Linked DNA regions of Zea mays: region 1 is linked to region 2. The links are chromatin contacts, called in public Hi-C maps. All regions are on one chromosome and are shown on one strand. The core of a region is the stretch at or near the end of the contact, and the rest is flanking DNA. Distances in the headings are between cores, read along the strand shown. Region 1 has its middle 130 kb from the start of LOC100216989. Region 2 holds the start of LOC103641852.

Evidence for each region. Hi-C and Micro-C count contacts between places; a contact is called where the count stands out from the background.
Region 1: a contact with region 2 is called in a Hi-C map of tassel, with 3 times the contacts expected there. The contact joins the enhancer-like site here to the promoter of LOC103641852 in region 2. A contact is called at or near these places in 2 of 25 Hi-C or Micro-C datasets (ear and tassel).

The regions. Positions count from the first base shown.
Region 1 is chr10:134,037,409-134,041,052 of Zm-B73-REFERENCE-NAM-5.0, forward strand. No RefSeq gene overlaps it. Among protein-coding and RNA genes, the nearest start is that of LOC100216989, 130 kb to the right of the region's middle. Within about 2 kb of position 1,628, at least 18 of the 20 cell types and tissues checked have an H3K27ac peak or open chromatin away from gene starts, as enhancers often do. A contact at or near this core is called in ear and tassel, where this site is marked.
Region 2 is chr10:133,665,564-133,669,443 of Zm-B73-REFERENCE-NAM-5.0, forward strand. It overlaps LOC103641852, which reads right to left and starts at 2,565. Exons shown (of 2, transcript XM_020545912.3): 1 at 525-2,565; 2 at 1-436. The coding sequence starts at 2,472. The coding sequence ends at 246.

The DNA.
Region 1 (3,644 bases), core at 378-2,877, 370 kb after region 2:
TACATATCCCAAAATAAATGAGTTCTCTACATAAGGGATTGAATAAAAAGATCATCATAGGAATTAAATTACCCTTTGGTTGAATTATAGATTTAGGATAAGTTCTCTAAAGATTTAAACTAACAAACCTTCTAATCAAGATTTCACTTTCGAAATGACTTATTTTGACCAAAATAAATAAATGATACACACTTTTTCAGTATATTTTTCCTAGAATAAATAAGTATAATACATTAAACTTTTGATTTAGTTTTTAATTAGACTATACATTCGAAATAGTATTTTTTTCTTCTTCTTAAAGATACTAAATTCTTTTGTGTGTGCACTTCGTACTTTCATCATTGGATAAAATAATTAGTATAAGCGTATGCAACTAACTTTACATCCATGACGAGATTTTTTTGATTGTGCATTTAAAATGGAGTTTGAAACTTAAAAACCAAACGTGAATTGGAATTAATTTGGAAACTGGAAAAAAGATAAGGAAAGAGAAAACAAATGACAACAGGAAAGGATTAAATAAAAATAGGAAAAAAAACAAAACTAGCCCACACTTCCTACAATTCTATTGAAGCCCACGTCTCTTCTATTATTTTATAATTTCTAGCCGCATACAACGTCATGCTAATGCGAGATCTAATGTCATCCATTAAATTAATCCCTCTCGACGCGCCACAGGATCCCCACTGACCGGTGTTTGTTTTATCACCAGTTCCTTCTCACGATGTGTCTCCGTGTCGCTGTTGTGTGGACCTCGCCTGGAAGATTACCCTCTTCCTTGACTAGGATACGAATCAAGCGTGCAACAAACTCCAATAGAAAAGCATAATTTTATCCTAAATTCTATCACAGGTTGTTGGGATCGGTTGTCTTCTCTAGCAGTATATAATGCAACCTGAAGCACCTTGAACCAAAACACCCGTGCGCAACCATCTGTGCATCTCCATGCGGAGCCTGGTTGATCCAGCGTAGAGAGAGAGGACGTGACTGCAGCCGTCATCCAGGTACGAAGCCCTCGCCCCTCCCCTAGCCGGTGCCAGCAACGGACCCAAAACCCAAGCGCCTCAGCGGAGAAGTGAGTTGTGTGTGCCACAGACGGATCTCGCCATGGCCGCGGACTCGCGCGTTGCCGAGGGCACTCTTCTACATTGGCGATTGAGGCGAACGCAGGTCTGCTGGAGCTTCATAACGTCCCTTGGAATGGGGTCATGGCCGTATCTGTCGAAGTGATGCACTGAGGCTTCAATAATTGCTCGTCGGAGCTTGTCCGTCCCCGCCAGGTTGCTGCGTGCCGTGAACAGCTGACCCTGCTCCACAGTCGCCGGCAAGACCCTTCCCAAAGGCTCGCCTTCTCCTTCCTCCATGCGTAGCTCTGGTCGAAGCCAGGTTCATGTACCTGCGCGTCTGTGCGGTGGTGCTCCGTCGGGCGTGGTGGCGCCACCGTGGATCCCTGGGCGCCGTGCTTTTGGTCGGGGGAAAGAAGACGTCTGTGAACCGTTGATTGCTCGTTGGGCGGTCACGATTTAACCAGAAGCGCATCCCCTCGTTCGTGTAATCTGAGCCGGTAATCGGGTGATGGATGGTCAAAATGAGCCTAGGGTTATTTAAAACGCTGGGCGTCGGATCTTGATCCGATGGCTACCATTGGATACCGGTTCAGGGATACCCAATCTAATCTGGATCGCCCAGATCTGATCGTGCGGCCGTGACTTCAAAATACCCCTTCACCGTGACTTTTAGCTAAAGAGCCCCTTGGTAACTTCAAAATAAACCCGTCGTCCCGAGCTGTGTAAAGATTAAAACGTTTGGGTCCTAATAATTTCACAGAGCACCCTGGACTTCTATGGAATAGCAGGCGCAGCCAGGAATTGGTGTTTAAAGATAAAATTAATTCTAAAATGATTTTTAATATATAAATAATCCTAGAACCTCGTTTTACTCTTAATTAATTCATTTTTATCCCGATTTAACCTATTCCAGTTGCGTTAGATTCGTGTTATTATAATCTACAGTTGTGTAAACATCATTTTATCATGAGGCATGTTTTCAAAAAATAATAAGCCACCTGGTTAACTTTTCTAATTATAGTGAAGACCATAGTCTAATCTAGTATATGGCTATGATTTAACCAAAATATGATGTCTAACTAATCTATAATAAGGTCTCAATTGTAATATCTTTATCACATGAATTATAGTCAACATAGAACATGGTTTTATTATTTAATCGTCTAAATCTTTGGAAAACCATATCTCTTTAACCGTAACTCTGATTTTAGTGGTTTGCAAACCCACGATCTCGTAGCAACGCGTAGATTATTATTATACAGTTTGTTCTTATGTTTGGTGTAATGTTAATTTTGCCTATACCATGTTTGTCTGTATTGCTACGACTAGCAGCGAGGTTACGAGTCATCTGAAGAGCAAGTTGGTACCTGTAATCTCAAGTCCCAGGCAAGTTGTGCCCTTGATCACTTCTTTTTACCCAGTCATGTTCTGATTAATCATAATGATCAACATAAGTTAATTTTGATGGGACCCAATAGGTTACCCTAGTTTGACTATCTTTATACCTTGTTTACCACTGAATTTTTGGGTAGTACCTGCTATTGCTTTACGTGGTTTTGGGTATGAGGATATATATTATTCATGATTACACTGTTATTATCAGTTTGTTATTTACTGTTCATGATAAGATCATTATGTTAATTGGAACATGGAGAACCACCTGGGAAAACAGTGCTACCACAAGGGTTTAATGGGACGCCCTTGGCTGACTAACTAGGAAAGCTAGTGGAGGACTATCTTACCCGAAAGGGGCAAGGGCAGTAGGGGAGTGGTCAGTGTAGGGAGGTCCTCGGGTTGATTTTGCTGCGATGGCGGTCAGACGAGGGATTCCTGCATTGGAGCTTCCTATAAACTGTAGTGGGTTTTCTGAAGCTAGTGGAACTTTGTAAAGGCCTCGTAGTGTTTCCATGCCTCGCCTCCTCGGTAGAGGTGTATGGGATTGGCCATCTCTTGGCAGATGGGTAACATGACTTGTGGGTAAAGATGCGCAACCTCTGCAGAGTGTAAAACTGGTATACTAGCCGTGCTCACGGTCATGAGCAGCTCGGACACTCACATGATTAAATTATGAAACTAAATTCAATTTATCATATGCATTGCATCGCAGGTGAGGTTGTTACTTTTATTCTACTATTTAATTGGGTTGGTATTTACTTATACTTAGTAATTGCTAATAAAATTTTGACCAACTTTAAAAGCAATGCTCAGCTTCAACCATCCTCTTTGGTAAGCCTTACACTTCACGTGAGCTCCCACCTTTGGCGAGTTCATGCACATTATTCTCCACAACTTGTTGAGCTATGAACGTATGTGAGCTCACTCTTGTTGTCTCACACCCCCCACAGGTCAATAACAGGTACCGCAGGATGAGGCGCATGGAGGATGCTATGACGGGTTCATGAGAGGTCTAGGCCGTCGTCTCCCAGTCAACTTTGGGTTGCTGGACCGTTGTCTCCTTATAATGTAATTATTTATTTATTTTGTACAAAACTCCTGTTATATAATAAAGATGTGACATTCGATCCTGTGCCATGATTCATCATATGTGAGACTTGGTCCCAGCACACCTGGTGATTA
Region 2 (3,880 bases), core at 1,315-3,814:
CTAGTACAGTATAGCATGCCTCGTCATGTCATCATCTTCTTCGGCATCGTCAGATTCTTCGGCATCGTCAGATTCTTCTTCATCTGCAATGTAATGAACTGGATATGCATATGCTGGCTTCGACGGTGGCGCTGGCATTGGATACTGTGGCCAGAAAGGCTTCAATTCCTCCTCCTCCTTCTTCTTCTTCTCCTCCTCCTCCTCCTTCTTCTTCTCCTCCTCCTCCTGAGGCTCTTCCTTCGGTTTTAATTCTCCGATGCGAAATAGGGCAGCATGTTGGACAATAAGCCACAGTATGGTGGTGAGGTCGCCGCCGCGGCTGAGCTGCTTGGCATGGCTCTCCACGCTGCATCTGGCGGCCGCATAGAGCAGCTTGTCCACCCACACGTTGAAGATGAACTCCAGCAGCTGCGGCACTTGCTGTCGCTTCTGCACACTGATGCCAGCCTCTATTAGTGTATTAGCAAGCGCAGCTGCATTACCAACAACGAGCCTGCCTTCGTTTCGGTCAAACCATCTCCGACCTGCTTTCAGTCTCTCTAGCAGCATTTCGGCAAGCTTGTCTTGAGGAGGCGGAGTATCTTTGGCTGCTGTAGACGACGACGACGACGAACCACCAGTAGTTTTCTTCTTGCCGTCGTCCCATATCTCGTGCAAAGTTTGGCGGATTTTCTCGAGCAGGCTGTGGAGCACAAGGCCAGGCAGCATGTGTCGACGTACAGCGACGAAGAACATGAGGTATTCTGACATCACCTTGATCGCCGTCACATGGGCATCGGCGGCGTCGGCCGAGGATCCCCCTGGTATGCTGACTATGCTCTCCTTGCCGCTTGATGACGAGAAGAGAATGCAGGTGGCCATATGCCACATGAGGACGTCCTCCTCGAATTCACGGCCGAAGCTGGGCAATTTCGGTTTCTTGTTACTTGTTTTCCTACCATTTTTACGGCCGCGACCGAACAGGTTCGTCTTGGCGTCCTCCAGGGCCTGCTGACCCCAGAGTGTCCTGATGTCTACCAGGGTGTAGCGGCATCCAATTCCATTCTCATCCGTCTTCTTATCAGCATTATTATTTTTGGTCGACACCAGTATTCGCTGCACTCGCTGGATCAGCGATTCCTTGACGTCCTGAGGAAGCTCACGCAGATACTCTGTCTCCTCCAGCTCCAATTTTTTTTCCAGCCAGCTCCCGAACCGCGTCCACCATGGACGGCGGGCACCACGGTGAGCAGCAGCAACGCTGCACGCCTGCAGCAGGTTGTACCTCCCGATGGTGCCCGACCACGTCCTGTAGTAGCTAACTGGATCGCTGCCGAATAACCACGACAACGGATGCAGGGCGTCGACGGCGCGGTGGATCCGGCGCCATCTCCCGCTGCACAGCAAGTGGTGGCGAAGCCACCATGCCCATGGCCGCGCCTCTCTGAGGGCGGCGTACGTCCAGGTAGAACCAAGGGCTCTGAGCAGCCACATCAGGTCCATGGCGAAGGCAACAACCAGCAAGAGGTAGGTGATGTCGACGAAAGATCTCCTGATGATGATGGCCCGGCGGCTGCGGCTGCCGATATACTGGTTGAAGAGCAACACTGCGGCAGCGGTGGCGAGGGGCGACACTAGACGGTTGAGGTAGCCTGCAACCGGGCAGGTGTGCAGCACGATGGCCTTGGTGTACAGGGCCTCGTACATGAGCGAGAGCTCCATCTCCACCACCTTGCACATGCGCTCCCATCCCAGCAGGAAGATCTCCTCGCTGGCACGCTGCTTCTCCGTGCCCGGGAGCACCGAAGAATCGGACAAGGCACGACGGCAGACATGGAACAGATCCTGAGCAAGGCACAGCGCGTCGTTGCTGCTTGTTGCGGATGTGAATCGTCCCGGTCCCGGTCCCGCGCCCGCGACCTTCTTCTTCTCCTCCTCTTCCTCCTCCCCCTCCTCCTCCTCCATCATGCTTTTGGATTTCCATAGCGCGTACCACTTCTCCACATACCTGACAATGCCTATGGGCAACATGATGGCCGACGCCGTCGCCAGCGGCGTCCAGGTGCGCGCGCGATATATGTACTTGTACTGAGCGTAGAAGGCGCCCCCGACCTGGAAGACCATCTCGAGGAACTTGCGCACGGACAAGGCGCTGTCCTCCAGCGCGTAGGCGGCCATGGTGTCCGGGCCGCCCAGGTGCAGCAGCAGGAACGGCGCCCAGAACGCTATCACCTGCTGCTCCTCCGCTGACCCATCGGAGCCGGAGAGGGACAGGCTTCCGAGGGCGCCCGTCGCGGCTATCTCGGCGCCCTGGTATGCCAACCAGACAACGCGCGTCACGAACCACAGCAGGATCGACCGCCAGCGGCCGGACGTCGAGCGCCGGCGTGTCCAGGACAAGAGGCTGAGGACGACGATTGTCACCAAGCTGGAAATTACAGAGAACCGGAGCCCCCAATCGCTCCATAGCTGCGCAAGGACGTCGACGAACATCCAAGCTGCTGCTGCTTTAGAGTATAACCAGACACGGATCCGGAGACCGCGCCAAATGACAGCGGCTGGATAGCACGTGGCATGTGCATCCCCACTCACCCTAATGACATATAAATCTATTGCCCCGAGTCGTCGTCTTTGATGAAAACTGTTCAAAATTAACGTAAATGCATAATCGATCAATTCGTCGTGATAGTAGGAATTTATTATTTTCTATATCATAAACTCTATAGACACCATTTATCTTTCTCTATGTGTAATCCTAAGGTACTTTAAATTTTTACCACAGTTAGATTTTCAGAAAAGAAAAGCTCGTCGAGGAAAAAAACAAGCTAAAACAAACCAGCGCAAGGTAGACCGTGCCTCGATCGTCTCCACCCGCATCGGTTTTCCCTAAATTTCTATTCCTATATCACTTTGTTGAATTATATCATTAATATTTTATCCCTTGCTTTTTCATCTCCCGTAGCGGTTCTCTTAAATACTTCTTCTATACCCCACTATAACCATAAAATAACATTTACTACACCTACTTTTATCTATTATCAATTTTTCTTTAACGAACATTTAATTAAACAGTACAAGTATAGTGTTTGGAGGCATCGCCACCGCCCTCCACATCTAGCGAAGCACTATTCTCAGTGCTAACACTGTTGAGGCTTTAGGGGTGGCCGCTGCACCCCTCTCGTTACACTATGTGAAACGTATACAGTGTTAGGAGAGGGAGGGAGGGGCTGGTCGCATGCGCTGCACACAGCCTCATGTGTCGCCTTCTCTCCCGTCCCATCCACGCTGACATAATTACAGGCCACCAAACACATTCATCATCATGTCACGCCCGGCAGGCAAACGGGCCCATCATCCTCGCCGCGAACGATTTTTTCCTCCCAATTAAACCGACCTGCACGTTACATCATATGGAAATGTATGTATGCGTGTGTGTCTATATATATATATATATATATATATATATATATATATATATATATATATATATATATATATATATATATATATATATATATAGTTCATGAACAGAAATATGGTTTGCGTGTAAGTCGGACCATTTTCTCAAGCTCTCGTCCCTGCCCGGCGAAGTAGTCGTTATATCAGTCACTAAAATAATTAGTACGTTTTAGTTAACTATATATTAGACACGGAATTAATGTACAAAAACTAGAAAATATATAGCGCATACCAAATGGGCCGTGCTTTTTCGTATCGTGTCTGAGCTGGCCCATCGTGGCTTTTTCGTATCGTGTCTGAGCTGGCCCATCGTGTTAGTGCCAAATGACCATCTATAATTGCACCTGCTTCAAGTGTATCTTGTTACAAACAAAAGGCCTTATGACCAACTAGGACTTTAAGTCTAGATATTATAGTTTATATCTATGATAGTTAATTTGAT